Linked DNA regions of Mus musculus: regions 1, 2, 3, 4, 5 and 6 are each linked to region 7. The links are chromatin contacts, called in public Hi-C, HiChIP or PLAC-seq and promoter capture Hi-C maps. All regions are on one chromosome and are shown on one strand. The core of a region is the stretch at or near the end of the contact, and the rest is flanking DNA. Distances in the headings are between cores, read along the strand shown. Region 1 holds the start of Serinc5 (serine incorporator 5). Region 2 has its middle 17 kb from the start of Spz1. Region 3 overlaps Atg10 (autophagy related 10). Region 4 holds the start of Spz1 (spermatogenic leucine zipper 1). Region 5 overlaps Atg10 (autophagy related 10). Region 6 has its middle 26 kb from the start of Gm41018. Region 7 holds the start of Zcchc9 (zinc finger, CCHC domain containing 9).

Region 1 (2,897 bases), core at 370-2,869, 800 kb after region 7:
GGGGGGTATCTTAGTGTACATTTGACATGTCCACAAACTATTTATTATTTTTGGCATGTTGGGGAAGGAACTCATGCATGCTGGGAAGTTCTGTACAAAGGAGTTCCACGCCCTATCTCTCCAGGTCTTTAAGAGGCATGCTCTCTCTAGGATAGTGACATCAGTACTCAGAAACCCTCAAGCTAGTGCTTGCATAGGGCTGGCAAACAAACAAAAGCAAAACAGGAGTCCACTACGAGGTCTCTGATCCTAATCCAGTGACACTGGGACACTGGGTGAGGGGTCTCCTAAAAGAGTGGGTAAGTTCCAGCTCAAAGGTTTGGACAGTTTACCCCCCTCCCCCACCTCTTGGTCGGTTCCCACAAAGACAAACTCTTGGTGTCAGACCGGTTTCCCCAGGGGCTGAAGTTCTAAGTCTAGTGACCGCCCTGCAGCAAACAATGGAGCTCGCTGTGAAGCCCTGCGGAGGTCCTGGCTCTGAGTTACAGGCTGCCACCCAGCAGGTTGCTCCTCCCACACCTTCTTATTTTTAGTTACAGCCACTGTCTTCATAACTTTTCTTAACCGCCAAGTAGGGCTCGGTTGTGTGTGTTACTCTAAACTCCTGGATCTAAGACGCCAGAAGATTCAGCGTTGGTAATAACTAAAGCACGGATTATCAAAAACAGTTTTTTTTAGTTTCTATCTCCTAAAGTTCCCAAGACACTATAGGCAAAGGCTCTGTCCAGGGAAGGTCAAGTCCTGGGTTTTGTGCCTGAGGATCAGACGCTAGGCTAGGATTGTCAGCTAGGCGTTTTCACTTCCCAAGGCTTTAGGCAAGCTATTCAAGTTACTTATCCGCTGTCACTTTCCTCACACGGGTACAGCAATGTTTATCTGAAATACTCTTCCAACCAAAAAGGCATTGGTGTAAAAATCATACTAACAGAAATGGTTTTACATTTGAAGTAACCGTGAGAAGAGATTCAGGTAGAGAGCAAAACTTGGCACTCCCTTGGCATCCAACAAGCAAATGTTGGAATCCTCCTTTCAACGTGGGTCAGCTGAGAGGCAACTAGGACCCCAACCTAGGTTCCCAGATCGACTCTCGGTCAGAGTTCCGCGGGAACAGCAGGTGGAACAGCTAGGCGCCTGGGGAGACCTGGCATCTGAGGGGGTGCGGGAACAGAGGGGTTTCCCGAACGTGGATCTGGTAGATGCCTGAGGAGTAAGGCGATCGCAGTCCCATACCAGTGGCGCCCTCGTGGAGGGACCAGCGCAGGGCATTCGGGAGGGAGTCTTCCTCTAGGGCTACGGTTTTAACTACCAAAGGCAAGCGGATCTAGTTTACTGGATCCGGGGCGGAGGAGCGCCGCGAAACCCGGCGGGTCAGTAAAACCCGAGAGCTTGTAAAGACTGCATTCCCTTGGTCTAACTCCGGCGGAAGTGCCAGAGAGGAAGAAGCCCACTGTGCTGCCCGGAAAGGGGCGGGGCCATAGCCATCCGCCGGGCCGCTCAAGGGGCGGGGCCTAGGATATGGGGCGGAACCTACACTCGGGGCGGTCTTAGGGCGGAGCCTGTGGGGCGGGGCTTGGCGGCGGTTGTTTTCGGGCCAGGGTACGGGGCTCTCAGCTGGGCTGCTGGGCTCGGGGATAGGAAGCAAGACGAGCTTCTTCAGTCGCGCGCTCGCGGACCAAGCCGAGAGGGCCCGAGTGACGGGCCCAGCGGGCAGCGTCCCCGAGGCGAGGTCGTCGGCCGCGGTGATGTCTGCCCGGTGCTGTGCTGGCCAGGTGAGCGAGGCGGGCTGCCGCGCGGGTTATCAGAATCGCGGACACCGACGCGAGCCAAGCTCGAGTTCTGGAAACCCTGTGGGCGGGAAGGGACGCGGGGAAGCCCGAGAGGCAACCCCAGCGACCTCGGTGTTCGGCCTCCGGGATTCCGGGCTGGCAGGGCGAGCGGGTCTGGAGCTGAGGATCCCATCGGTTCCCAGGACGTGTCACCTCCGGTCGAAGCCTCGAGTAGTGGCTCTGAGTTCCGTAGCTCTCCTGCCACTGCACTGCCTGTGGGATAAATCCAGGAAAAACGTGGGGTTGGACAAGATCTCTGTTTCTGTACTCCGAGCACAACTGGTCAGTCCGAGCAGGGCGGCCGCGTTTGGCATCTCCAGGTCTAGAACATGGGGCTCTGTATTCACGAGAACGTCTGGATATCCGATTTGCAAACTCCCGGACACAAGTCTAGGCACAGGGAAGGCTCAGCCCTGCTTTATGGGTTTACCGACCGGACCCTACCCAACCCTGACTGGGCACGAGCCTTCGCTCCCTTCTTTGCAACTCATCTTGCTGGAACCTGTTTTGTAATCTTGCCAGTTAAATTCACGATATCCAAGCCATAGGAGGCTCCTAACTGGAGAGAATTATTAGGTTTTAGCCCTTTAATGCTAATTTCCCTTTTTTTTCCTGCAGGGTTAGAAAAACAACAGCGAACTAGGTAAAGCCATCTGGATGTCTTTCTCCCATGTTGTCTTTTTGTTAGGTTTTAAGGGGTTATAAAAAACAAAAACAAAACCTCGAATCTGATCGCGGTGGGTGGGCATTCAGGTGCAGGACTGGTCTTGTTTACTTTGAACGTCAGGACAATGGGAGCCAGCTGTACGTGCTGTAGGGGGTTAAGCTGTGTCTCTGGACCCATCAGGTTTAGTGGCCTATAGTAGTCCTGTCCTCTTAGAGGTGGCCCTGTATGTCAAGCTGGCATTTTTCAGAAATGAGGAAAGTGGGGCTTTTTGGTTTGAGTAAAATGATGCCCGTCCCCTCAATGTCTGGAAAGGAAGGACGAAGGAATATGACCCATTCAGGCTTTTTAGACCAAGAGGGGCAGAAAAGATTGTTTTCAGAAAATTGCAAATATTCATTCTCTCT
Region 2 (2,700 bases), core at 156-2,655, 790 kb after region 7:
TGAACCTAGGACATCTTGCATATAAGCATGCACTCTATGAAGTAAATCACACCCCCTAGCCAAATCATCTGTTTCTTTAGCAATTTAAAATAAGTACTCTGGGTTAGGCATGGTATTGGATGTATAGGCTAGGGGTTCAAAGTCGTCCTTTGCTATATAAGCATCAAGCTACACGAGACCCTGTCTATAAACAAACAAAATCTCCAGCTGAATCTATTTTAAAAGCATTTCTAAAAAATGGACCTAAGCCAGTAGTGGTGGCACATACCCTTAGAGCAGCACTCAGGAGGCAGAGGCAGGAGGATCTTGAGTTTAAGGCCAGCCTGGTCTACAGAGTGAGTTCCAGGATGGCTAGGGCTACATGGGGAAACCTTATCTCAAAAAAAAAAAAAAAAAACAAAAAAACAAAAAACAAAAAAACAAAAAACAAAAAACCAAGAAGAAGAAGAAGAAGAAGAAGAAGAAGAAGAAGAAGAAGAAGAAGAAGATATGAAGAAATGGACCTAAACTGTTCTTAAGTAACTGAAACCTGACTACGAATAAACAGACAGAATTCATGGAACTGCCTTCCTTCCAGGAAGGAAATTCTGCCTTTTGTCTCTCACAAAGACATCCTCAAAAGAAAGCCTTCTATTGATTTCATGAAGGCAGCTAACTGGCTGTGGTTCGGATCCAGCCAATCACTTCCAAAGACCTCATACTTCAAAGATGCTGTGAATATAATGACTCAAAGAGACACCAGGGGGCCTTTGTTGAAATGTAATCTGAAAAGATAGGCCAAGGTAAAAAAAAAAAAAAAAAAAAAGAAAAAGAAAAAAAAAAGAAAAAAGAAAAAAAAAGCCCATTATTAAAGAAATAGACCCAGACCTCTAGTACTGCTTTTAGGAAATTAAAGTACATTAGTGAGGAACGTTGAGGTTGGGAGAGAGGGAGTGTAAGAAACATAATTTAAAGACCATTTTGAATGACTCAAACGTCATTTTGTGTACTTGGAATAATGTAACGCATATAAGATATAAGTTTGTCACTGGGCAGCTCTGATAAGAGTTAGGCCCCAAAAGCAAGCCCCTGGCAGACCACCCAGCAGCTCAGACCTGAGCTCAGCCCAGGTCTGGCCCTGATATGCTAATGAGATAACCCCAACAGGCTGTTGATGAGCTGGTGAACAGGCTCCGCCAGGCTGTGAGCCCTAAGAGTGGCAAGGCTACCAAAGAAATGATACAAAAATTGGAACGATGGGAATATTCTGTAGGACCTCACTGTCACGATCCTTAGACACCTCGCCTCTGGCTCGTGTTCATAAGCATCACCAAGAGGACTTGAGACTGGGCGTGGCCCTGGCTTCAGTGACCTCTCTTGCTGAGGCCACACAGGGCTGTCTGTCAGCGATAGTTATTGGCCTGTGCTCTTTAGGACCTCCCAGACCACCATCCGCGCTATCTTCCTGCCAGCAACAGCTGAAGAACCTCACAGAGGATGTGGGCCGAGCCTGCAAGCTTCCATAGATAGCATCCTCCCCCGGATTCCCCAGTGGACCCTGCAGCAGCATTTCTGCCCAAACAACCATTCATCTCCTGCTTGTTTAACTTTTATGTTAGCAGCTCCTATAAGGAATGTTGTTGTGAATAAACCGAGCATGTTTGATAGACAAATCTTGTGTGGACATCCTAACTGCTGAGAGTCTTACAGCCCACAGGCTGTGCTCTTGGCAGGAGGGAGGTATAAATTGCCTTTGTCTCCCTTACTCTGACAACCTCAACTATAAGCTGTGTTTACTTGAAATCAGGAGAGTGAATATTTTGTGGATTGAATTTTAAAATCAAAGCAGAATAAATTTCCCTGGTATGTAGAAGAACAGAAATGAACCATCTTTTAGAAATGCTTTTTGAGATTTCATAGTAAACGTGTATAGTAACTGCACTATTATTTCCCTAAGTCACACAAATATATTTCATGTTAACCAGGCTGGACATCAAACCCAGGGCTTCATGCATGCTAAATGAGCACTTCGTCAATTGAACTGCATCCTTAGCCCCCAATATTTATCTTAGTGAAGCTGAAGATACTCAGTAGTAAGTAGGTAGCATAAATGTTAGTGTGCTTAGCATCTGTAAGACTTTGGATTTGAGGCCTGGCAACTCTCCAATACACTGCTTGAAAACTTCTTACATAATTTAAGATGCAAAGGTGTATTCAACATGCTACTGTATTCCAGGGTAGATGTGTCACTCTGGGGATGCCAGGGGATCCTAGCAGATGAGATTTAGCCACTCATCCCCAAAGAATCACAGGGAAAAAAAACCCCAAAAACCTTTATTCCCCTTGCTGTCAGGAAGACATAGCTAAGTGCCAGGCCCCTTTGGGGTGCCAAAAGCAGCCTTAGATCACACAGGACCAGAACAAAGGCAGAGTCAGGGCAGTTTGATTGCAAATGGTCGAGGTCAGGTCACACAGTCGGGCTGGCTATTATCTGAGGACTTTTCTCACAGCCTTGTAAATGTCAAGGAAATTGCTGCTCAGGGGCAGTCTGCCTTTGACTCACAGGATGTCTGTCTATTACAGCTGTGTGATTCTGGACTTTATGATAAACAGAGGGTAAGAACAACTCAGAAAAGGACAGAAACAAAATGAGTCAGGCTAATTGGATCCCCTTCTAAAGGATTTGTAAACACCTGAGTGTAGACAAACTAAAACCCAGAG
Region 3 (2,700 bases), core at 189-2,688, 840 kb before region 7:
CTAAAGGGCAGGGGGCGGGGATTGGAAGGGAAAATCTCTACTTCAAGTGTCTCCACAGTCAGTCAGATTGTTTGAGCGGGTATCTACGAAAGTAGGAGATACAGAAATTCTTTCCCTTAAAGCATTATTCTCATACATCTATTGAGAAGACGGTGAGAACATCAAGGGAACACCCCATTTTAAGGGCCGATGTCTCCTCTATCTATGATACAATAAAAATCAGAGAAAGTTTTGTAAGTCATTTTTAATGCTTTTGATTCTAATTTTAATTAAAATTTAAATAATTTTAACTCCCAAATTTCATCTTAAAATGGCAGTCAGTGTTTCCCTGGAATGACACGAATGCTAAACTGTAACAGCATGGCCGTAATCGTAACTATAATCTACATGGTTGGCTTATAATGATGATATGCAATGCATGAGAAGACAGCAGGTCAATAATGGAGCCGTGCACACAACGCTCCTTTCAAAATCTGTATTTGCATTTCTATTACTGAGATCATTTCCTAATAATGAAGTTGCCATGAGAGAAGTCCCCATTACGAAGGAAGCAGTGTTACAGAAACAGCATTATTAAAGCATCGCTGTGTACAGGAACTTTTATTAGGGTGATACAAGTTATATATCATTGTAATAAAGTTCCTATTATAACTTTAATTGCATAAAGCTGTGTTTGAGTATAGCAATGTGAGAGCTGCAGGACTTTTAATAAACTATCAAAATAATGCTTTGGTAATAGGATTGTTTAGCATAGTAATACTTCAGGGAAGACCAAGCTCACTAATGGATGATGCTTATTTCACTGATTATACATGCTCTATCAAGAATTAAAATGAAAAAAAAATGGGAAAGAGATGAGACATGATCTCTGATGCAATATGCTAATATATGCATGGAAACACACACATTAGTTCTCTTTAATATAACAAATCAATATCTCCAATTCATCTGTTCATGGAAGATTGTAATCTGGAAATATGGCCATCAATGACTATAATAATTAAAAGATTTAATGCTCAGGTTGAAGGCTTGCTGGCAATCTAAATGCTAACAAAAACAATGAGAAAACCTACAAACATGCTGACATATGCTGAAAAGTGCCTGCTAGAAAAATTAGAGACATATGAGCTTTAAGAACTTAAACACACACATGCACACATACCATGAATTGACTTTAAATGATTAATTTCTTCCCTTCAACCAAGAAACAGGGCTATACATTCATTATGTGCACACTCAAAGATGCTTGTACACATTGTCTGCTTCAGAGTTATAGCTACAAGTTAAAACTTCACTTAGGTTCACAACAGGGAACTTTAGTATATTTGTTATTTATGTATTTACACTTTTTTTTTTTTCAAAATTCTCTAATAGAGTCAGTCTTGGGCTGTTCCTCCTGGAAACATGTAGAACATCCGCCAGCAGAGACCGCCAGAGAGCCATCCACCACACTGTAGGCATGGATGCTAGGCTTGCTGCTGAGGAGAAACAGGCAGAGAAGGAGCCCGGCTGTGACAGGCTGACATAAGCTAAGGAGATGGAGACCACAGCCAGTGCTACAACCACCACATCTTCCCCCTCAATAGAGAAGCCAACGTCATTGGTTCTAGACTCCTGTGGCCTGTCTAGGAAGCAACAGCTGGCTAATCTGGAATCTGCTTGAAAAGCTAAGTGCTTTTCTTTATAAGAAAGCATCTCCTTGCCACAATGCCGTCTTCATACTGCCTTCCAGCTGTGAAGGTTCACAAACATGTGGGTACGGTCAACTTAAAACCCAGGATGTTCGTCTTCCCTAGTGACTCACGTGATTCAAAGGCAAACATGAGCAAAAAGCTCCTCTAATGCTATAGCTCTCATGTCTTTGCATTAACTGAGGGGCACTGTAATAGTTAGCTGGTATGGTAGTTTTTAAGATTACAACATTCTCCTTCAAATATGATCTAGCCAAACTACTTTGCACTGGCAATGAGGAAATCTATTTCTTAAATTCACAAATCTTGGAGTCTTTTACTTGGTACATTTTCATACTGAACAAGTACAGGGCTCAATTATTGTGTCAGTTGACTAAACATCTGCATATCTGCTATGTGGTGACACCCACATATTTGTAGAAATATCAGTTTTCATGCATAAAACAAAAAGTTTAAACCATGTAATTTTGAAAAATCTAACTTTCGCATTCCTTTAGTTTTACAGCTGACAACAGACACAGACCTTTTTCTTTAACTCAAGTGAACAACCCATTCTGTCTACTCAAGACCTCCAGAGACACCAACTCCCCATAGTGACAGGAAGAGCCTTTCAGATGAACACCTCCAGAGGCTCAGAAGTTCACTTTCACTGAAGGACTGTTTTGAAATCTCCTTTCACTTCATTGCTCTGACCCCTTAATTCTCCAAAGCATCTTTCAGCACCCCCACCCCCACCCCCACCCAAAGCACAGCTTCCACCAAACACTCCCATTTCTTTTCACCTATTGGAAGTTAGTCCCAAAATGAACTCTGGCGAGCATCTCTCCTCCAGCCGGCTCTAGTTCAGGCTTTTCATTCTTTCTCCGTTTTCATTCACTACAGAAACTCAAATGCTAACCTGATATCATCCCTTGCTCAATCATTTTGGGAACATAAATCTCTGTCAACAACCAATCAGAGCTCTGCGTCACAGGATAATGCCTGATTAATAGATTTGGGGTTTGCCTGG
Region 4 (2,785 bases), core at 75-2,574, 770 kb after region 7:
AGCCTTCTTAGTAAAGCAAACATCCGGGCTCCTGAGGATCTTCGGTTTCCTAATCGTGCCTTCCGTTGCCCTCGTGGTATGCTTGAAAGCGTCCGTCTTGTCTGCTTCCGCTAACTTCGGACATTTCTTGTCCTGCTCACAGGACATCTGCAAAGGCTTCTCGTGCCCCAGTCCCGCTTCGTGGAGATGGAAATCCTTGAGGATGTCTACCCTCTGTTGTAGGACCTGACATTCATTCTCTAGCAGGGCTGCGATCAAATGCAGCGCGTGGGTGTCATGGCTTAGCTTCTTCACCTGCTCCTCCAGCTTCTGCTTGGTGGATAGCCCATTGTTGGGTTGGTTTTGCAAACAGGCTCGATCCTTGTCAGTAGTTTCTTGGGTTTCGTTCTGGCATTCCTGATATGACCTCATTAGTTCGCTGAGTTCGTTATGCTGTTTACTCCAGTGATCTGCTTCCTGCAGTAACTGCTCCATGTTGTTCCTGAGTTTTCTGTACTCTCCGCGAAGGTGAAGGGATCCATTCCGCGGTCTTTTCACGCTCAGCAGCATGCCGTCGAAGCCTCTCGTTTCTTCTGCATTGCACAGGTCCCTTGCAAACTTTGGTACCATGTTCTTAGCACTCTGGTTTTTCAATAACATCTGCTTCATTGTGTTCTGTTCTCTCTCTGGGTCGAAATGAATGAATAGATCATCTTTAAATCGTATTTTATTTTTCTTCTCAACACCTCTGACGTTAAGTTCTGACAGGTCTTCAGGAATATAGGCATCATCAAAAGGCTCCCCAACTGTAGACTTCTCTTCAACGCCTGCTATGTTTTTGAGAACATCCTTAACGTCTTTTAAGAGATTGCTAAATTTCTGTACCCTCCCTCTTTTCTCTACTGGACAGATGCTATTCTTTGGTGGTGGGAAGGAGTGGTAGCAGACAGTGGGGAGTGATCCGATTTCAAGGAGGGAAATGGTGATCCCAGAGTTCGGTGGTTCTTGCTTAGCACCAGGAGCAGGGTTAGGAGATGGACACCGGGCGGGCATCTCCGCTGAGTTGTCTGTGTCCGACATTGGGACCTGAGGACCCAGAGAGTCCAGGGAGAGCAGATGGCAGTCTCCTGGGAGTCGGTGGAGGAGATGGAACCAGGCAGGAGTTATGGGCCAGAGTTAATGACTGACCCCAGGGAGGTGGTATTCAGGTAGAAGGTTACATCTCAGACAGCCCAGGGGGAGGAGGTGGGAAGGGGGACCTGGAGCTGGAGCTCCATCTCCCTTCTGCTAGGCTTCTGGTATTTTCTCTGAGGCCCCAGCTACTAGGTCTTTATTCTGTCATTGCCCCTCTGGGGCAACACATTCTGTTTCTTTTACATCACAATGGGAGTCCCTTAGATTCCTGTCCCACAACTCAGACACCACAGCCAACCTTACTCCTCCCACATGCCTGCCCCTCTCTTCTCTCCTAGGCTCTTCATTCTAAGAGCATTACAGCAATTTCCTACCTCACCCTCCCACCCCCCTGCCTTACCACACCACACCACACCACACCACACCACACCACACCACACCACACCACACCACACCACACCACATCGAGCCAACCACAACCACGGTGTTCCACCTGAGGGTAAATATAGTTGAGAGAAAGCACAGCAGGCTGAATAAGAATTCTTTCATAGAAGGAGGAAGTGTTGCTCCAGCTGTAGGAGAGATGTTGTGGAAGAGTTAGGAATGTGTGGTGATGTCAGTGAGAATGGCCTCCATAGACTCGTAGATCTGAATACTTGGTCACCAGGGAACGGAACTATTTGTAAGGATTAGGAAGTATGATCTTGTTGGAGGAAGTGTATCACCTACGGGGTGGGCTTTGAGGGTTCAGAAAGTCTATTGCAAGCCCAGAGTATACGTCTCTTCCTGCTGCCTGCAGATCCAGATGTAGAACTCTCAGTTCCTTCTCCTGCACCTTGTCTGCCTGCATGTCACCGTGCTTCCCGTTGTGATAACAATGGACTAAACCTCTGAATTTGTAAGCCAGCCCCAATGAAATGCCTTCCTTTTGTAAGAGTTTCCATGGTTACGTTGTCTCTTCATAGTCATAGAACATTGACTAAGACAGGATAGAAAGCAGAACTTCTCAAAGTGCTCCATCTTTAGTGATTTTTGGACACTAATGTGAGAAATCTTTTCATTCAAAAATATTCTACTGAATGGTAAGAGGCTATTGGCATGAGTCAACAGCACAGTTATAAATTCTCTCTCGGTCCCTCTCCCTCTGTGTCTGTCTCTCTCTGTGTGTCTCTGTCTGTCTGTCTCTCTGTCTCTCTCCTTAGGGGGAGGGTCAGGGGGAGGACAGGGCAGGGAAGAACCCAGGGCTTTCTAGATAGTACATGAGTGTTCTGCCTCCAAACTGTATCCTCAGTCCTCCACTTGGGAATCTTTTTAAAATGTGGCACTTTTAAGATAGGCTTTCTGAATGTATTTATGACTCTTCCAGTCAGTGATAAAAAGCTTGGCCACTTCTCATAGTACCTGATTAAAATGACAATGTGTCTAAAGCATTTGAAACAACTCAGTTCAATCATTATATATATATATATATATGTATTATATATATATACATGTATATATATATAATTTTTTAAAGGAATAATCTGAGACATGGGGATAACTCCATGGGTCAGAGCAGCTTCTTGGAAGCTTAAGGACTTGAGTTCAAGTCCTGGTTCTGATGTACTCCTGGCACAGTTGTATGTGCCTATGGAACTGTTGTGGTTCAGTGGCTACCTTCAAGATTAGTGAG
Region 5 (2,943 bases), core at 380-2,879, 770 kb before region 7:
CTATATCTATGGTCTCTGAGAAGCAACGGATTCAATAGTAAAGATATGTAAATAGTTTGGCCTTAGGTCTCCTGGAGAGAGCACCACCACTTCTTCCTTATACCTTGTCACAACAGTGAGAACAGTATTACATCCACAATATTTTAGTCTTTTGGCTATACTTAGAAATGCTTAGAGAGTCTTCACTATTGACTTATCCAGAAAGCATCTGCTGATGCTTGCCTACGGATGACGATGTGAATAACAAAATTAGCAAGGTGAGCATGGCGTGTGTGTAAAATGCCACGTAACTATCAAGCACAGATCCATAATCAATGCTTCTCACTTTGTAGGTAATCAACACTGATATCCTTCACTACTTTTTATATGTTTGCGTACCATCTGGTAGGAGGGCAAATAAACAGACACATTATTATACTGCAGTGTGTGAGGTGATGACATGGTCTGATGAGAGATATGAGACAGGACGTGGGAGGAGCAAGGGTAGTCAGCATGTTAGCTGAGTCTCAGGCAGACACTGAATCATATACAGGAGCCACAGGAACTCAAAGCACAGTGGATTTGCATGTCAAGAAACAAAACAGATTCAGAAGAAATCTCAACCAGTTGATAAAGGGGGCAATGTCAGTTTCAATGGGAACTACCAAACCCTTGCTTTACTTTTCCTGTGTGTGTATGTGTGTATGTGTGTGTGTGAGTGTATAGAAAAAAAATCAAAGTTAAGCAGAGAAATTGATTTTTACTAACAGATGCAAAAGAAACTCTAACTCCTGTCACAAACAAATAAACTATTTTTTGCAACATCAAACAAAAGAAAAAATGGGGAGGAATGAGGAAAAAAGGAAAGAGAAAGAAAGACAGACAGACAAGACCCTTGGGCAAGAATTTTTACAATCATCCTGTTTCTAGGTCAGATTCTCTTGGTAGGAAACAAACAACAACAACAACAACAACAACAACAACAAAACCACCACCAATAACAAAAGCCCAGGCCTGGAATAAGAAGACGACGCTAGGAATGCATTCTCTACACCATCAGACTTTTAACACATGAACAGCCAGGCTAAGCAGACGTTGAAAGGAGGACTGGACTAGGGAGAATACGTTAAAAAATGACTCATAAATGAAGAATGGTGCATTCTTAGAAGGCCCCTGAGTTTACGTTAGGTAAAAGCAAAATTTAAAAGTACACAGAATGATCAAGCAATGAACCATTTTCCAGTTTTCTCCACAAGAAAACATCTCAATATGCTTTATAAAATATAATCCCATATTTTAATGTGCATAAGCAAATGAATTCTGGAATTAAAAAGAACTAAAAATCAATTCCATACAAGACAGAATGAGAGGTTGGGAATATATTTTTACAAAAAACAAATGACCTCTTTGGTTTTCTTTATCAGGTACACAGGAAGGGTGCCTTGAAATTCTAAAAATAGAACCAGGAGTGCTACTTGTGTATGTGTGTTTTAAGAACTAAAATCACCATGTAGAAAGGCATGCAGGAAGCACACTAATGTCATTAAAATATAATTGGACTTGCAGGAACAATCACTGTGCTGTGCTGTAAGGGGAGCTGTTGGCACGTGCAGAGCACAGAGCCAGCGTGAGCTCATCAGCCGGTCTCGGCAAGACCCACTTCCAGCTAGAAGCAGCCATGTTGCAATCCCTCGCATCCCTGATGCTGACAAGCTAAAGGACTTGTTTTGTCTCTGGAAATTCGTCTCTGGTGATTAAGTGCTTACAGTGAATACCGATCACATGAAAGAACAGTTCTGAAGAATCCGAATGAGTGCCCTGTGTCCTCTACCTGCAGCCCTGGCTTGTCTTTGAATCTAGATAGCGCTAGGCAGGGCGACTGCAAACTAGAATCAAGGAAGCATTCCCCACCTCCTCTACCCCACGTAACAAATATATTCCCCAACTTTTAGTAGAGGGCACAGTGTAGAGACAAGAAATCCTCTTTAACCTCTGGACTCTAAATCAAATATTATTACAATAAAGCAAATGTTTTAAAGGTTAGGAGTAATCATATGGATGAATCTGCAGCAAGAGTTTGAGAGTTAGTAACTATCTGTGTCCTCAAGTCCCAGGTTAAAAATTTACCCAAAATTGTCAGTTCTTAGGAACTGCACCTCAGATTAAAATCTTCTCACCAGGGATTCTCTAAGAATTTGCTCTTGTTTTAAATCGTAAGTGCTTGTAAAACTGCCAGCCCTGCAAAACTGGAGACCATTAAACAATATAAAGCAGTGAGTGATTAAACCCACCAAATACACACTCAAAGCAGCTTATGCTACTTTTTAATTAAAAATAAGAGATCATTGGCTAAATTCACATGTCTTAGCTATCCAGAAATTAGTAGTCTGCAAATGCAAACTGTTACCGAGAAAGGCATGCACAAAACCACACACAAGGTAAGAGGTGGACTGGATGGAGCTCTGAGTCCAAGGCCTGAAGTTGACCTAATTTACCCAGGGCATACCCAGACATCTCCAAGCTGCAGTGTGAGGACTCCATGTGGCATCATTAGCAGAGGCCTCCAAGGAGACAAGGTGTCCACCTTCTTGTCAGGCAATGCGTTAGATCACAGCATATCGAGGCACTGAGGCATGAGGTGTGTAGATGACTAGTGGAGGTGTTACTGCTATTCTTAAATACCCCTTAACCTAACCAATAAGCATTTCTTGAAATAACCATAAGCTCTTGGTGAAAGAAGCCCAGGAACTTAGGAGTTAATGGCATCACTTGAGACAGAAAGAAATTTTTTACTGCAAAGTTAGAAGTAAATAAACATTGCAGCTTTAAGTTGTTCCTACTTGTTTAAAGTCAAGAAAGGCCAGGGGGCTTAGTCAACTTCAGGCAAGGGGCCAAAACTGTGAAGATGAGATTTAAGGCTGGGATGATATCATTCACTATGAAGTCTGCTCTTTCTGAAGCATG
Region 6 (2,700 bases), core at 20-2,519, 930 kb after region 7:
TCAAAGGGAGGAATTCTCACCCAGATGGGGAACTGGATGGCTCCACCCCTCCACCCCAGCCTATGGAGGGAAGCAAGCTGCAGAGACATTTTCCTGCTCTATAAGATGGGATTTTGTGTCTACCCCATTCACTTGAAAACGGTGTGCACAACTCCTAGACAGGGCCACTTGACAGCAAGCTTCTGTGGATGGTCAACTTCGTATCAAGTGGAGTAGTGATCGATTGTGTATCTGAATTCACACCGTTTAGCAGCACAGAGAGGGTAGCTGGAAAAACCGGCACAGGGTGTGCTCGTCCAGGGTCAGTCCTGGGAACGCTGGGATGAAAGTCATGGGAGCTCACAGTCCAGTACCAAAGGCAACGGGCAAAGGCTGTGCAGATCAGCATGGCAGGCTGCAGGATTAACTTTCAGGGGCGGTGGAACCTGTGCAGACGTGAATACAAATCACAACTATACACTGCACAGATCGGAAAGTCATTTTCCAAACGGTGGACACTGATCCAGGTCTGAGAGCTGGGCCAGGCCAGGAGGTTGGGCAGGCTGGCAGGGAGCTGGATCTGATGTCGGACTCAGTCTTATTTTCACCACTTTCCTGAACATTCTAAAGTGAGTGGTAGGACCGTAGTAAGTATGGAGAAGAAAGAGAGCTGCTAATGAAAAATGAGTGCCCATGACTAGCTGCAGCCTGTGCTCAATGGTCAACTGACACTCTGCCTTTGACAAGAGGCAGATTCCATGAACTTAGAGACCCTGCCAGGAAAAAAAGCAATTAACCAGAAGGAATCCACCCCAGGCTTGGCCGGACCCTGTTGGAGCTGGAGTGGGTGAGGGAGGCGGGTAAGTCTAGCAAAGCCACAGGGAAAGGACTGTGGTGTTTTTCAGGTACATTCCTAGACAGGGCTGTCCTCGGCCACAGATCCCAGAGTCCCAACTGAAGATGAACTGCTGGGTCTGGCTTGAATACCCAGCTAAATGCCACCTAGTTTCCGAGGCTGTGTGCCACTGCTGCCGTGAGGAATGATGGGCAGGCCAAGTGACGTGGCTTTCTGGTCCATTTCTGCACAGTCTGGAACATCTAAGAGAACGTTACACTGGGCTCTAACCCAGCAGCTAGGCCAGGAGCCCAGCTTTCTATGTGAATGCATTTTGGGCTAAAGTTTCCTCCCGCTGTGCTGTCTAGCACTTCTTACTTGGACCAGTGACATCTGCATGATCGGGAAGCATGTGGGGCATGCAGAAGCTCTGCCTCCCTGTCTCTAGTCAGAATATGCATTCAGGGCAACCTGGCTGAGAGCCAGGGGGCGCCATAGAGCAAGGAGCGGCACCCATACTAGCAGACGTTCAGCCCCAGTCAAAAGCCGCTGGATCTGATGTTGGACTCTCTGCTTCAGAGACGAGGCTGGCCCACAGCAGGAGCCTGCAGGGGGCTTCCCTTCAATGGGGTGGGAGAGCAGAAATGGCAAGGACCCTCACAGCTGCTGGCAGAGAGCACCGATTTATGGGTCACTTTCGCTATTTCGAGCAAAAGAGGCCGAGCAAGAGTTTAAACCAGGGCAGCCTCCTCTAGGTATGTGGGGGCTTCATGAGTAAATCCCAGGAACTCGGTAGCAAGCAGAGGTCTCATTTCCATTTTCCAGATGGTTGAGGGATAGATAGGGCTGGGATGTTGCCAGCTGGCTGAACAAACTCGGGACCCTCTCTTTGCTCTATTGGTGCCAGCTGGTTCTTGGGCCAGAGATGCAAGCTGTGCCCAGGCACACGTCATTCCAGGTCCCCGGAGACATGCCAGGCACCGGCTGTTGGTCTTTCTCACCAGAGCCAAGGCCCAGCCGTGGGTCTTCTCTCATAGGCACCGATGACCACGACTCTTTCTCTCTTCTCCATCTTAATGACCGGTATCACTTCTCAGACCACACACCGCACCTCACATAATGCCGCAGATAGATGTTGGCTACAGAATGGCTCAGGCAGGAATAAAGAGGCTGCCGTGTTCAAGGAGCTCAGAGAGCTGATGTACTGGGACTCTCTGTAGGGGACCAGATAAAATGTCTAATGAATGCACAGAGCTGCCAAATACAGATCCAGATGATAGGCCGTTTGGAATTGCCACTTTGAAGCGGGCACCAGCAGGAGAAAGTGCGCCTGAGTTAGAGCCAGGGTCCTAGGCTGGGGTCCTCCACTGCGGCATTTCTCCAGAGTAAGGTTCACGACCCGCACTTCAGTGTGCTGGTCACGTGTCAGCCTTGGGGTGCTACCTTCAGAGGCCTGCCCCAGCTTGTACATGGTGTGGTTGGTGAGCATGTGTCTCTAGGCTTTCCAATATGATTGTTATAGTCACAGGTGTAACTACTGGCATTAATGATCAAATTGGATCTGGGCGAGCAGGCAGACAATGGGCTTTCCCTTGTATAGACAAGCAGAGAACCACTCACTCACTTACTCACTCACTCACTCACTCACATTCAAAATGGGGTAAAATCCAGTCCAAAAGTGTGGCCAAATTGATCACAGCACCCATTACTTTCATAGCTACAACCAGAGTGATTGGAGAAGAAGGCGGTGCCCTTTTCTTGTGGAACTCAAGGGACTTCTGCCCAGCCATTCTGGGACAGACACTTTGCCTGGCCCAGGTGAGCTCTGTTCTGGGGACTGATCGCCTTGTGGGCCCTACCAGGATGATACTGAACCTTCTGTATCT
Region 7 (2,700 bases), core at 31-2,530:
TTAAGTTAGAAATCATATGTAAATACTGTAAATGGTCCTCTTAAACCCTGCCGTCGTCCTGGCCATTTCTTTTCCTACCTTTAAACCAGTCTGCCTTCTCCCAATCTGCTTGCTTAGTTTGCCATTTCAATGCAACTACTTGCAAAGCACATTAGTAAACATACACAAGTCTTGTCCTTTCGTCTGTCTTTCCCCTGTAGATGTATAAAGGCAGTCTATAAAGTGTCTGTAGTCACATGGCAGTCTTCTCTTATTTAATGAGGGTGACTGCCATTTGCAGTCTAATGGTTTTAAGTCATTTTCTTTTTTTTTTTTTTTTTCGGTTTTTCGAGACTGGGTTTCTCTGCGTAGCCCTGGCTGTCCTGGAACTCACTTTGTAGACCAGGCTGGCCTCGAACTCAGAAATCCGTCTGCCTCTGCCTCCCAGAGTGCTGGGATTAAAGGCATGCGTCACCACGCCCGGCTTTAAGTCATTTTCAATGAACCCATTTTAGTGATCCAAATTGTAAAATAAACTTCACATTAAGAAATCTTGTTTGTTTACCTTTAATAAATGCATAATTAGAGATTTTCATTTAGAATGCAGATGTAAGCAGTTTTAAAAGGAGTGTATTTTAAGACGAATTATTTGGCTCCAACATAAAATTGAGTATTTTACTTTGCATACTACCTAGCAATTCTGAGAACAGTTTCTTTTTCTTCTTTAATGAATGAATACACCAGACACAATCAAAGGATTATTTCAACTACCGAGTTGCCACTTTCAGGGCAGCATCCAGTGTGCCAGGCAACTTAAAGCCTTGGCACCAGGAGTCTGCAACATGCTTTCAGGGCCGGTGAGTGACGCTGTATGCCACTTTACAGTGCACCGGTCCCCCGTCACCAAGAGGGCGGATCCTCCTCCCGCACACCCGGAATGTGAGACTCTGGGTGTCTGGAGGGTGACACGGGACAGCCGGACAGCCCTGGTGCCCCCGCACGCGCGGCATCGCTTCTCCATGCCCGCCCCAGCACTGCGACCCGCGGGCACCCTAGCAGGCCTGCGGGGCCCGCTCCCAGCAACGGAGCCGGCGATCCGACAAGCTAGCTCCCGGGCTCTGCCCTCGCGATCTCCCGCAGGAGTCCGGCCCCAGTCGGCCAAGGTAGCACAGAGGCGCCCACGCCTTAACCGGTGGTACCCGCGTAGCTCCTTACCGGGTCTGAATCCTCCAGAGCAGCTGAGACAACGAACCAGAGAAGCCCGGCCCCGGATGAGATCGCGGCCATAGAGACCGGAAGTGCACCGTCTCCACGCGTCACTTCCGGCAGGCCAAGCAAGGGAAGCGTGAGGTGTTTGTGGGTCTTAAACTGGGGAAGGTGGCTGGCTTGTGCCAGTTTGTGGGTCGTGTAGTGTTTGTTTGTAAGGGCGCTGCACTGGAGTCCCCGGACACAAAGATAATGAGCGCCCAGTCTGTGCGGTCCCAGAATGTGCAGTCTAGATGACGGAAGGACTCTTGGGAGGAAGGTCTTCCTTACACGGTCCTTTGAATTGGACAATATATTTCAATGAATTTGAAATAGTAGCGAAATAGTGAGAGAGAGAGAGAGAGAGAGAGAGAGAGAGAGAGAGAGATAGACAGAGACAGAGACAGACAGAGACAGACAGAGAGAGGGGGGGGAGAGAGAGAGGGAGAGAGAGAGAGGGAGAGAGAGAGAGAGAGAGAGAGAGAGAGAGAGAGAGAGAGAGAGAGAGAGAGAGAGAGAGAGAAAGAGAGAGAGAGAGAGAGAAAGAGAGAGAGAGAGAGCCGAGGCTCCGCAGTGTCAGCGCACCAAGAGAGTCGCTGAGATGCAAGTCTGAAGAGACCTTCGGAGCACCTATTGCTTCTGAGTGGTACTTCATGATTGCCCTGCCTGGCGTTAATTCACAGTTGGTGGCCGGAGTTCATTTTTCAATAAAATTCTAGTCCTCCGTCCTATTAGTGCTCCCCCGCCCTCCCTCGCTCGGGAAGCCTCCCCCAGGTTTGTTCAGTGAGAAACGGCATGGACGTACACATTTAGTCCTCCATCAGGCTCTGTTTATTTTGCCTCTTAAATATTTGATCCACTGCCTCTTCTCGCCTTTTGTCTCTACTGACTGTCCCGTTCGTTCCTTGTCTCAGCTTTCACTGTGTTGGCCCGAATTTTTGCAGCTCATCTGGGCAGACGTTTTTGCCCAGATGTTTTACACAAGTGAACTTTTGAAAATATAAGTCAGAGCGCCAGATCCAATTGGTGTCTTCCAGACTAAACCCCTTCCATCTTTTCTCAATGTTGAGATGATATTCAAACTCTGGAAGAGCATTTGTTACAATCTCTGTCCTATTTAAGCTCTGTACGAAGGGGCCTTCTCCCATCTTCTTTTTGTTTAGCACCAGGATTTACATACGCTGTTCTGCTTACATAATACTCTGGTTTCTTTAATTATGTTCTGTTTCAAGTCTTCCAAGATTTTATTCTTATCTAAGCCTCTGAAACATCCTCTCCCAGGCCATGCTTTTTGATTCTTTTCACAGAGGATTGTATAATAAGTTTTACTGTATCCTGATTGCCTCTCACATAATTGATCCCCATTCCTTACTACATCCGTTAGCTGGATAAAGAGTTAAAATGGGCCCAGTTTTCCTTAAATGGAAAATCAGTGTCAGAAAAATATTGTGATTTGGTATAGTAAATGCCACAAAT

The links. Promoter capture Hi-C pulls out the DNA fragments that hold promoters and counts their contacts. Hi-C and Micro-C count contacts between places; a contact is called where the count stands out from the background. HiChIP or PLAC-seq counts read pairs in DNA pulled down with a chosen protein or histone mark. Capture Hi-C pulls out chosen DNA fragments and counts their contacts.
Region 1: a contact with region 7 is called in a promoter capture Hi-C map of adipose tissue, with 5 times the contacts expected there. The contact joins the promoter of Serinc5 here to the promoter of Zcchc9 in region 7. A contact is called at or near these places in 4 of 484 Hi-C or Micro-C datasets (B cells, CD4 T cells, embryonic stem cells and 1 more), 4 of 115 datasets of contacts at active chromatin or transcription factors (DN3 thymocytes, astrocytes, memory CD8 T cells and 1 more) and 1 of 9 other capture datasets (adipose tissue).
Region 2: a Hi-C map of the N1E-115 cell line shows a contact between it and region 7, with 6 times the contacts expected there. The contact joins the enhancer-like site here to the promoter of Zcchc9 in region 7. A contact is called at or near these places in 2 of 484 Hi-C or Micro-C datasets (the N1E-115 cell line and regulatory T cells).
Region 3: an H3K27ac HiChIP or PLAC-seq map of DN3 thymocytes shows a contact between it and region 7, with 14 times the contacts expected there. The contact joins the enhancer-like site here to the promoter of Zcchc9 in region 7. A contact is called at or near these places in 10 of 39 promoter capture datasets (the 3T3-L1 cell line, the C10 cell line, cranial neural crest and 5 more), 4 of 484 Hi-C or Micro-C datasets (the G1E-ER4 cell line, the N1E-115 cell line, common lymphoid progenitors and 1 more), 17 of 115 datasets of contacts at active chromatin or transcription factors (DN3 thymocytes, the NIH/3T3 cell line, astrocytes and 12 more) and 3 of 9 other capture datasets (adipose tissue, liver and macrophages).
Region 4: a contact with region 7 is called in an H3K27ac HiChIP or PLAC-seq map of large pre-B cells, with 2.2 times the contacts expected there. The contact joins the promoter of Spz1 here to the promoter of Zcchc9 in region 7. A contact is called at or near these places in 2 of 115 datasets of contacts at active chromatin or transcription factors (large pre-B cells and stem cell-derived neural progenitor cells).
Region 5: a promoter capture Hi-C map of hippocampal neurons shows a contact between it and region 7, with 4 times the contacts expected there. The contact joins the enhancer-like site here to the promoter of Zcchc9 in region 7. A contact is called at or near these places in 1 of 39 promoter capture datasets (hippocampal neurons), 1 of 484 Hi-C or Micro-C datasets (the N1E-115 cell line), 5 of 115 datasets of contacts at active chromatin or transcription factors (CD4 single positive thymocytes, embryonic forebrain, embryonic stem cells and 2 more) and 1 of 9 other capture datasets (adipose tissue).
Region 6: a Hi-C map of the N1E-115 cell line shows a contact between it and region 7, with 9 times the contacts expected there. The contact joins the enhancer-like site here to the promoter of Zcchc9 in region 7. A contact is called at or near these places in 4 of 39 promoter capture datasets (the C10 cell line, cranial neural crest, embryonic stem cells and 1 more), 5 of 484 Hi-C or Micro-C datasets (the N1E-115 cell line, cerebellum, cerebral cortex and 2 more), 5 of 115 datasets of contacts at active chromatin or transcription factors (T-cell acute lymphoblastic leukemia, astrocytes, embryonic forebrain and 2 more) and 2 of 9 other capture datasets (liver and pancreatic islet).

The regions. Positions count from the first base shown.
Region 1 is chr13:92,609,519-92,612,415 of GRCm38.p6, forward strand. It overlaps Serinc5 (serine incorporator 5), which reads left to right and starts at 1,620. Exons shown (of 12, transcript NM_172588.2): 1 at 1,620-1,769. The coding sequence starts at 1,743.
Region 2 is chr13:92,591,761-92,594,460 of GRCm38.p6, forward strand. No RefSeq gene overlaps it. Among named protein-coding and RNA genes, the nearest start is that of Spz1, 17 kb to the left of the region's middle. Within about 2 kb of position 1,406, at least 80 of the 459 cell types and tissues checked have an H3K27ac peak or open chromatin away from gene starts, as enhancers often do. A contact at or near this core is called in the N1E-115 cell line, where this site is marked.
Region 3 is chr13:90,966,198-90,968,897 of GRCm38.p6, forward strand. The region is part of intron 5 of Atg10 (autophagy related 10); the gene reads right to left. Among named protein-coding and RNA genes, the nearest start is that of Gm46434, 36 kb to the left of the region's middle. Within about 2 kb of position 1,439, at least 26 of the 459 cell types and tissues checked have an H3K27ac peak or open chromatin away from gene starts, as enhancers often do. A contact at or near this core is called in DN3 thymocytes and the N1E-115 cell line, where this site is marked.
Region 4 is chr13:92,574,908-92,577,692 of GRCm38.p6, forward strand. It overlaps Spz1 (spermatogenic leucine zipper 1), which reads right to left and starts at 1,325. Exons shown (of 1, transcript NM_030237.3): 1 at 1-1,325. The coding sequence starts at 1,059.
Region 5 is chr13:91,037,757-91,040,699 of GRCm38.p6, forward strand. The region is part of intron 4 of Atg10 (autophagy related 10); the gene reads right to left. Among named protein-coding and RNA genes, the nearest start is that of Gm46434, 110 kb to the left of the region's middle. Within about 2 kb of position 1,630, at least 128 of the 459 cell types and tissues checked have an H3K27ac peak or open chromatin away from gene starts, as enhancers often do. A contact at or near this core is called in the N1E-115 cell line and hippocampal neurons, where this site is marked.
Region 6 is chr13:92,732,227-92,734,926 of GRCm38.p6, forward strand. No RefSeq gene overlaps it. Among named protein-coding and RNA genes, the nearest start is that of Gm41018, 26 kb to the left of the region's middle. Within about 2 kb of position 1,270, at least 22 of the 459 cell types and tissues checked have an H3K27ac peak or open chromatin away from gene starts, as enhancers often do. A contact at or near this core is called in the N1E-115 cell line, cerebellum, cerebral cortex and 1 more, where this site is marked.
Region 7 is chr13:91,806,416-91,809,115 of GRCm38.p6, forward strand. It overlaps Zcchc9 (zinc finger, CCHC domain containing 9), which reads right to left and starts at 1,281. Exons shown (of 6, transcript NM_145453.2): 1 at 1,195-1,281.